Regions from separate parts of the Sus scrofa genome. Here regions 1 and 2 are each linked to region 3. A link is a contact called in public HiChIP or PLAC-seq and promoter capture Hi-C data. All regions are on one chromosome and are shown on one strand. The core of a region is the stretch at or near the end of the contact, and the rest is flanking DNA. Distances in the headings are between cores, read along the strand shown. Region 1 holds the start of PSME4 (proteasome activator complex subunit 4). Region 2 holds the start of CLHC1 (clathrin heavy chain linker domain-containing protein 1). Region 3 holds the start of EML6 (echinoderm microtubule-associated protein-like 6).

Region 1 (3,027 bases), core at 319-2,818, 690 kb after region 3:
TTCTACCTATATGCTAATCCATATCCCATTTCAGATGACCCTCCTGATCCATACACCAAAATATTTTTCCATCCTTCAGGCATTCTGCTTCCATAGCTGTTTCTGCTGTGTTCTCTTAATTCAAGGGCTTCACCATATACTGTTTCCTAAGCCAGAAATCTGACATTGTCTTGACTCATTCCCTCTGTTTTACTCTTCATGTCCAGTCAACTACCAAGCGCAGGCATTTCAACGGACATGAGCGCCACCATTAAGTCACATCTCCTTAAAGGGTCCACCAGCTTCCAATTTTATCTGTTCTAATCCATTCTCCACACAAACCCAGAGTGATTCTTCAAAAACATAAATTATATAATGCCTCTTCTATGCTTATCAATTTTCAGCTTCTTGTTGCCTTTAAGATAAAGCTCTAGGAGTTCCTGTCATGGCCTAGCAGAAACAAATCTGACTAGTACCCATGAGGACGCAGGTTCTATCCCTGGTTGGGGTCGGGGATCTGGCATTGCCGTGAGCTGTGGTGTAGGTTGCAGACTTGGCTCAGATCCTGCATTGCTGTGGCTGTAGCATAGGCTGGCAGCTGCAGCTTAGATTCCACCCCTAGCCTGGGAACTTCCATATGGCACCGCAGCTGCTCTAAATAAGACCAAAAAAATAAATAAATAAATAAAAATTTTTAAAAAAGGATAAAGCTCTAAAAACTCCCTAGCATGTCCTTCTCAGTCTCAGTAATTTACTCCCCTCTCTACTAACCGCCTGCAGTCATTCTGAACTTTGAATTCCTGGAATGCAGGCTTGCAGCCTATGCTGCTCCCTCAGCTGAAATATATGTATGTTCCTCTCTCTTCTTTTTCTAATCGGTTCGGCACTTAACCCTTAAGCTCAACGCTACATGTAATTTCTAGGAAACCATCTTAAGTTTCCCAGAAATACAGTGTGAAGTCATCTTTAGGTGTTCCCAAGACATTCTGTACTTATCTAGCAGTATTGTCTTGTAATTGCATATTCTCTAATCAAGAGATCCACGCGATGTAAAGCCCCTGGAGCGCAGAAACCAGGTGCTCTAAAACTTTCCAACTCTAGGGCCTAAAATAAGTGTCTGACACACAGTAGTAGTTCAATTAATATTTGCTGAATGTTGAACTCTTTTCTTTGGAATGAGGGCGGCCAAAAGAATGCCAGAAAGACAAGGGCTTAAAGGGGTCACTAAAAAATCGATAAGCAGCAAGTGGGACGGATAGAGTACCTAGGTTTTTCCATAAACTCGGCATGGGGCACTACGTCGACTGTCTCATCGGAGGCCACGGCGACTAGCGGTTCCTGAGGGCAGCCGCAAGCAGTGCGAGACCCTAGGCGAGGAAGGACAATAACTTGGAATTCGGACTCGATTTCCGGCGGGACAGCCTCGCGCTGGGCCGCTGAGGCCCAGGGGTGGGGGCTCGGAGCCCGGCCCACAGGGAGGAAGGCGCTGCCCGCTGGGCTGCCTCTGCGGCCGCCTCCTCCTCCGACGCCGTCGCCCCTCCCCACCCCGCCCCGCCCCGGAAGTGACTTGAGGCCGGTCCGGAACCTCCGGGCCCGGCGGCTGCAGCGTCACCAGCCGAGCCGGTGCGGAGCGGGCTGAGCGGCCGCTGCCGCCGCCAACGAACCGGGCACCGCGCGGGGGTCAGCAGCGCGCCGGCCAGGGGAGGGGGCCCAGCAATAGGGCAGAGGGTTACGGGCCGCCGGCGGCCGCAGGGCGACGACGACGCGGAGGAGGCGGAGCCCGGAGAGGGGTGGGGGCCGGGGAGGGTTAGGGTGGGAGGGGGTTGGGGGGTTGTCCCTGGGCTCATGGAGCCGGCCGAACGGGCAGGCGGCGGGGATCCCTCGGAACCGGGCGGGCGTCCAAGTCCGAACCCGCGGGGCTTCGTCCCGCAAAAGGAGATCGTCTACAACAAGCTGCTGCCCTACGCCGAGCAGCTGGACGCCGAATCCGACTTGCAGCTGGCCCAGATCAAAAGCAACCTGGGCCGGGCGGTGCAGCTCCAAGAGCTGTGGCCCGGGGGCCTCTTCTGGACTAGGAAACTCTCCACGTAAGTGTTCCAGGGCCTGCGGAACGGACTAGAGGCGAAGGCTTGGTTTGAGGGCGTCCGCGGGAGGCGGGGGGACGGCTCTTTGTGGGCACCGGACCCCTGCACTCTCATCTCTGTCCGGTTAGGGCGGATCGTCTCTGTGCTGTAGTCCCAGGGCCGCGACCGAAGCCTGGGTAGCACTCAAGGTTCCCTAACACTTTCCTGTGGGATCTCCCTGGTCCTCACCAGCCCATTACGTCCTCCGCAGCTGCTTTTCCCCAAGATTTCGTGTTGTTGTCTTCCAACATTCGGGGCCTCAGGGAGCGAGAGGGCTTTGGGCTCCCAGGGGAAAGAGGTGAGCGGTCCCCCAAGGGTCCTTCTTGGACCTTTGCCCACTTCGGGGCGAGTGGAGAAGATTGGTCTTTGGGTGAGCAATTCGACTTTTTCTGGTGTTGCCTTCGATTCTTTCTTCCCCCATGGTCCCTGCCTCTTCCTGTCCTTTATTTCGTGTCTACTAACTTTCTGAATGAGAAAAAGGCCGTAGGGAACTTACGGTTCTGCTTTATTGGGCCTTCTCAGCCTTCGTGGATTTCATTGAAAGGATTGGTTTAAATCAGCCGTCAGCGCATTCTTGAGCTGTGTACTATACGTTAATGTTGAGAATGTTGAGTCTTAGAACCTCGGGAAAGAGTATGTTGCTCCTGTTGTGACATTTCCTTTGGAAATGAGCGGTACTAAGGAAAATAGAGAAGAGAGCTGTCAGGCTGTCCCGGGCGTTATTGGTATCGGGCTTATGTTAATTTTTGAGTTGCTTATAGATTACCTAAATCCGTTTCAGTTCTGTTCTTCTTTTGATACTTTTTGTTGTTGCATAAACTGGCTGCAAACTATATTGCCACTGAAATTTAGAGGAAACCGAGTAAAATACAGTTGGAGGAAGGTTAGAGGCTTAATTTGCTAGATGTGTCTTCACTGTGTCAGA
Region 2 (3,104 bases), core at 453-2,952, 540 kb before region 3:
ACAAGATGAAGAGTGGACTCCTGTTATTGAACAAAATAGGCTTTAAAAATTATTCTATCAATGCTATTGCTCCATTGAAAACGGACAACCAACATCATGCATCTTCTAACTGGATGTGACATAAATATACTCACAGATGGAGTCTCAGGAAAAAAAGATATCTGATTTCTATATAAACTATTAGTTTATAGAAAGATTAAGGAATACTTTAAATTACACTGTGATACAACATGCAAAACCCAAAATGTCAGACTGTAGCAGCATTTCTCAATTGTCAGTGTAGGAAGCACCTGGGAACCTACTCTAATCTAATGCTATTCTTCTCACTTTTGTTATTGGTCAAAATTTCCAAACTAAGACCTGTTCTTTCTGCCATACAGACCTTTTGAATGTTGTAGTCAGACAAAGTACGTCCATCTTCCAGTTGCTTGCCAGCAAAGATCAGTCTTTGCTGGTCAGGAGGAATCCCTAATTAGATTAAAATAAATAAATAAAATTAAGTGATTGCAAATCAAGCATATCTGCTCAAGATTTACAATCCTGAATCAAATAAATGGTACTAATAGTCATCAGTGGTTTTTGCTACAGACAATGTCTAAAGTAAATGTTTAATTTTATCTTATTTAATCTTAATACGGGTTAACATGATCATTTTATAGCTGATAACAGATGTAAATTAACTAGTTCATCTAAACTCACACTTGTGAAGGTACTGCAGCTTAGCCCCATGCCAAAACATTTGTCTACTGTCTTAGTTCAAAAGCGTTTTTGTCAACCTGACCTCTTCCACCCCACCAAAAGCATTTATGTCTAATGGCCTGAGCCTCTACAGATGAGTTTTAAAATGATTATATTAATCCATATTGAGATTAGTTTTAAAAAATTACCTTCCTTATCCTGGATCTTAGCCTTTACATTTTCTATTGTATCCGAGGGTTCGACCTATAAGTTTTGAAATGCAAGTATATTAGTAACACAAAAGAAACTAAAATAAACGCTCAATTCAACTTGAAGCTTGCTCAGGTACGCAGCCTCTGGGGACTGAAGTCACCCACGCCTCTTGATTTCTCTACACTGGGCGGGCTCCCAGGCACGCACACTTCCTCCCCCAGCCCGGGCCACGGCGGTGGCAGCCGAGCCACACGTGCTCGCGCGGAGCTGCGGGGGACGCCTCCCTCCCGCCACGCCAACCCGGCTTCAGCTACCTGGCCGGGACGAGGTGACAGGCTCGGACCTTTTACCGAAAACCTGCCCTAAGCCCTTGCTCAGCAGTAACAACGCTCACTTCAAAGCCAGGTTTCAGAGGGCAGGCTCGGAAACGTACTGCAAAGCAGAATACAGCGCGAGTGCCGAAATCCGCCTCAAGCCCCCCTCCTTCAGGCCGTGCCTTCTGCCTCTGCCTCGCACGTACCTCGAGAGTGATGGTCTTGCCCGTCAGCGTCTTCACGAATATCTGCATCTTGGCGGCGGTTCCACCTGAGCGTGAGGAAAAGAAGAAAATGAGTGAGATTTGGGTACAAAGAAGGGCTACAGCGGGCCCCGGGGCGGAGAAAGACCTAGAGCACACACTCACCACAGATGGCGGATCCGAAAGGAAGGGCGCTCCGACGGTCCAAGGCTTTCCCGACGTCCCCCAAGGCCCCGCCTCCTAGGCGTCCATGCAATGCCTGAGCGCTGTCGTAGCGGCTGTCCAACCACATGCCAGACCAAGTCGTGACCTAGCTTCTCTTTTCTAGCCTGGCTTACTTTTTATTTTAACCTCCAGAGTGCTCTCTAAGTAGTAGACTTAAACAACTCAAAAATTGTTTTTAAAAAGCTTTCTCCCTCTAGTTGACGTGGCCAAGAGGGTCTTTCAAAGGGGGTGGGGTTGAGGGGGGGGCCTCACGAGGGAAAGGGAGGAAGTAGAAGTCTTTTCTGGGAACTGTAGTTTTCCAACGCTTTCTCTTTTTTTTAGGACTTCTTGTCCCGAGATGCAGTTCCACACGCCCGGGTTTCCTGGTTACTATACCTAGTTACAGCCTAGCGCTGGAGTTGGGGTTTGCTGAAGGTGGTTAAGGTTAGGTGGGAGCAAGGGTGAAGCGCAGTAATGGTTTCGGGGAAAGTGTAAATGGCTTGGAAATGGTTAGGAGGAAAAGTTAGGAGGCTGGAAAAGGGTGGAGGAACCAAAGTGTTGTTCATCCCCTTACATAAGCGGTGAGGGGCGGAGGATCAGCCATCTACCACCGAACGCTTCCCGGTTCTTCAAGGGAAGGGCATTCCTGTGGCCAACTCCAGGCAAGCTGAATAGGTGATGCTCCTAAAACCTTGGGTCGGTCTTTTTCTCGGCCTATAGCCCCTCCCCACCTTCAACCCCCTAGGCTCCCCTAGTCTGAGAAGGTTCTGTCTAGTGTGTCACTTCGAGGTGTGCAATGGCTTAATATGTTGAAAAACGTCAGAAGTTTTCAAATTTTCTAATGAAGCCATAGGGGAAAGAAACCTGCGGAATGGTTCTTTATTGTAGAGTTTCCAAGTTTAGACTTTGGAATTGTGGTGAAAATCCTAAGAGGAAATTTTTGAAGAATGTGGGGCGCTCTCCCGGCGAGGCGGGCGGGTTAGCACTTCCCCTGGCCTTTCTCCGCTGTACAAACCACAGAATCCTTATACACACCCCTCCTATTGTCTAATTACTTTATTTCTCTGTGCCCTCTCCTTTGCATCCCCATCCCCACGTTCAGGTCCTCCTTAATTTTTTTTTTTTAATGATTTTTACCTTTTCCATTATAGCTGGTTTACAGTGTTTTGTCAGTTTTCTACTGTACAGCAAGGTGGCCCAGTCACACATACACATATACATTCTTTTTTTCACATTTTCATGTTCCATCATAAGTGACTAGTAGGTCCTCCTTAATTTTCTCTGTTCCCAGTCTTTCTTTTCTAACCTACCTTCACTGTTGCCTCCAAAATATTCTAAAAAATAAAAAAATGATTATGTCATTATTTTAATTCACCTTCAAGATGAAATCCAAATTTCTTTTTCCTTTTTTTTTTTTTTTTTTTGCTTTTCAGGGTCACACATGTGACATATGGAAGTTCCCGAGCTAGGGGTTGAATTGGGGAGCTGGAGC
Region 3 (3,137 bases), core at 451-2,950:
AGAATTTTTGGCTGTGCTCGCGGGTATTGTAAACCACCCCGACTCCGGCCACAAAGTAGACCACCTCCTTGCCAGCGGTGTAGTACAGGTTGTTGCGGCACTGGTGACCCCGGTACCCGTACACCCACTCCAGCCGGAGCTGGCAGCTGGGAGCTGTCCGATCCGCCATGATAAGCCAACCCCACTCGCCCCCCCGGCCCCCCCGCGCGCGGGTCCGTGGCCCCTGCGCGCCGGGTCTGTCTTCGCCAAGGCTCGGGCTGTGGAGGACCTGCAAGGGCTCAATGTGCAGCACCGGGCGCTGATTTCCGCGGCGACGCACACACACAGACCAGCGCGCCTGCCGCCACCATCATCCGCTGCCGCCGCCGCCAGAGATGAGCCGCGGGTGAGCGGCCGCCAGACCCCGCCGGGCGCCCCGGCTCCCTCTCCCTGAGCGAGACGTCTTCGAGCACCCGCTTGCAAGCCTCACTGCACCTGCGGGCTCTGGCCCTCGGGAGAGATTCTTGAGGGGGTCACCCCGCCTTTTAAATCAGAGATCTGCATATCCAAACACTGATTACCCCGTTCACTCACTGAAGTTTGTAGTGTGGAGGAGCCTCACAGCAGGCAGTGGGATTTATTCTATGACAGCTTTAATTTGACAAGGAACTTGGGGAAGCTTTGCCATCACCATCCTTGGATCCGAAACTGACTGTATATATCCAGGATGCGATAGTGAGAAAGAAAGAAAGAAACAGATATTTTACATAAGTCACCCAGTCCAAGAAAATGATCCCCTAACTAAACCAAGTTTTTTAAAAACTGTCAACTACTTCCCCTTTCTCCCTCCAGATCCATCTTTTCAATGATATGAAATATGTCCTAAATGCGGCTATGACTTGAAAGACCATTTGTTGTTTACCCATTAAGCCAGAGCAAATATGCAACGGTCATTTTTAGATGCTCCAATTAGTTGTCGTGTAGGTGTTCAAAATTCATACCCTCTGTGAACCCTCTTTTGGCCGAGAAAACCATAAAGAACTTAGCAGCTCTCACTAATCAGCAACTCTAACAGCAAGCGTCATAAAAGATTTTTCTGAATTGGAGACACTAGTGCAGTTGGAGGAGGAAAGGGCAATCTACAAATGCTCCTGGTTCGGAAGAAATTAAATAATTAACAAGTGGACAAAATCGTGCACCTCTCCCCAGGAAAGTCTGCTCTAGCTATGTGGTCCCGTGGGCTCAAGGGTTATGCCTCTAGCTCTAGCCCGGCGTAGGGACAGGATGCCCGCGTAACCAGTGGGGACAGTAAATCACACACACGCGCACGCACACACACATCCCAGGCATCAGTCGGTCGCCGCGGATCCGAGGGATACCAGTCCCCAGGGACATCCCGGCCCGCGCGCACTGCCGCGGTGGCGGTGTACTGCACTCCTCCCACACCCGATCCAGCTCTCGCGCCTCTAACCTCTGCTATGAGGGGGGGCCGCCAGCAGGTCCCGGATCTCGCAAAGGCGAGTGAAATCCTCTGCTTGCCCTCCCCTACCCGCCTTCTGCACCCGAGGATGGGCTTCGTCACTGGGGTGCAGCGGGAGACAGATTCTTCCTCAAGACTGGGCTCCGGGGGCGGGGCCACAGCGCCGCTTGCGGGAACCGCGGCTGCTGGTTACCAGGCGAGATCTTGGCTCTTGGAAACGGCGACGCCCCGGAGCGCTGGGACTACCCCCTCCCTCCCCGCCGCAGAGTTGCTCCCTTCCCCTGTGCATCCTGGGAAGTCTAGTCCTCTTCAACCCAGCTCCTGCTGGGAGTGTGCGGGGCCAGACCACAAATCCCAGAATTCCATGCTCCCCGAGTGGGTTGTAGCGAGGCCGTTCACTTGGTCTGCGGTGCAAGAGGTTCTCACGCTGAGCAGAGAAAGGCTAGGCAAGGACGACCACTGGACAGCGCCCTGCATTCCCTAGTGACTGAGGCGGCTGGCCCGTGAGCTTGTGTATCTAAAAAGAAGAGCAGTGGGGATGGACTAGCGACCTATACCATCCCTACGGCCCACCTCAAGAAATTCTCCTGCACCTAACGGTGAGGGCTACTGTAGGTAGCCGACTCAAGCCCAAGTTTGTTTCCTACTTCAGTTTTACTCTTTATTCAGGTTGATTCTAATCTGTTAAATTTCAGTGCTGCCACATTTAAGAAAAATGCTGGGGATGTACTTTCACTTTGTCTCAAGGACCAGCGCCTTCCACATGAGGTGCCTCATAAAACTTGGGTTATTTACGGATAACCAGATTTTGCAAATGAGAAGGTGCTCATGCCAAGAGAGCAACTAACCTTGACACACAAGCCGGTAGCATTTCTCCTATAACTGCCCAAAGTGAACTATGTGAATTCCAGTGTGTTCTGAAGTAGCCTCTTTTCAAATCTGGGCCACAGCTGACCTCTGAGAAGAGGTTTCAAAATCTCACCGACTAAAAGACTACAGAAGGACAATTCAAGGGACATTGGTAGTGTGCCCTTTCCTTTCTGTGCTCTTTGTAATCACTTATTCAATTCTTGAACTACCTCAAGCTTTAATACAGTCCTGTGAATGATAGGAAAGCCTCCAGAAGATTAGAAGTGCCAGAGTTTGGATGAGCAACTGCTGCCTGTAGCAATGAAGAGGATGGAACTGGTCTCATCACTCTTTTTAAGGAAATGGGAATCTACAAATCCATAAAACCCCTCGGTGCTAGCTGAGAAGGTCACTACCAAATATCAAAACCAGAACCAAAACAAAACAAAATCTGAAAGACTTGAGATGTAGGTTAAATGTAATGACTGATAATGTCATGTTATAAAGCAGTGCCAATGAATTAAACAGAAACAATTCTATATAAAGATTGTAAGATAAAGAGCTTTTTCAGCTGTTTGTCAGGAACGACTTCATGGAGGAAATAGGAAATAAAGGTTGACTTGAGATAAGTAAAGATAAATTGAAAGAGCATTCTGCATAGGTTTAATGGAATAAAAGAGTAAATGCAGAAAAAAAAACAGATTTAGAGAGTAGAATTGGTACAAGAGAGAATTCATGTAAGATAGGAAAGGAACATAAACCTAAGAGGTTAGATTGCGGATGGAGCTGGCCCTAGAGGTTTGCACCATTTTCTTAAAATAATGGAAAG

What was found. Promoter capture Hi-C pulls out the DNA fragments that hold promoters and counts their contacts. HiChIP or PLAC-seq counts read pairs in DNA pulled down with a chosen protein or histone mark.
Region 1: an H3K27ac HiChIP or PLAC-seq map of skeletal muscle shows a contact between it and region 3, with 5 times the contacts expected there. The contact joins the promoter of PSME4 here to the promoter of EML6 in region 3. A contact is called at or near these places in 1 of 5 promoter capture datasets (liver), 1 of 47 Hi-C or Micro-C datasets (heart right ventricle) and 1 of 2 datasets of contacts at active chromatin or transcription factors (skeletal muscle).
Region 2: a contact with region 3 is called in a promoter capture Hi-C map of liver, with 7 times the contacts expected there. The contact joins the promoter of CLHC1 here to the promoter of EML6 in region 3. A contact is called at or near these places in 1 of 5 promoter capture datasets (liver) and 1 of 47 Hi-C or Micro-C datasets (liver).

What each region holds. Positions count from the first base shown.
Region 1 is chr3:87,229,942-87,232,968 of Sscrofa11.1, forward strand. It overlaps PSME4 (proteasome activator complex subunit 4), which reads left to right and starts at 1,569. Exons shown (of 47, transcript XM_003125150.6): 1 at 1,569-2,066. The coding sequence starts at 1,825. It overlaps ACYP2 (acylphosphatase-2), which reads right to left and starts at 1,435. Exons shown (of 5, transcript XM_021088229.1): 1 at 1,244-1,435.
Region 2 is chr3:85,990,605-85,993,708 of Sscrofa11.1, forward strand. It overlaps CLHC1 (clathrin heavy chain linker domain-containing protein 1), which reads left to right and starts at 1,703. Exons shown (of 10, transcript XM_021087534.1): 1 at 1,703-2,308. It overlaps RPS27A (ubiquitin-40S ribosomal protein S27a), which reads right to left and starts at 1,653. Exons shown (of 6, transcript XM_003125136.5): 1 at 1,574-1,653; 2 at 1,412-1,476; 3 at 888-942; 4 at 383-468; 5 at 1-20. The coding sequence starts at 1,459.
Region 3 is chr3:86,535,365-86,538,501 of Sscrofa11.1, forward strand. EML6 (echinoderm microtubule-associated protein-like 6) reads right to left here and starts at 1,701. Exons shown (of 42, transcript XM_021087539.1): 1 at 1,451-1,701; 2 at 1-691. The coding sequence starts at 169.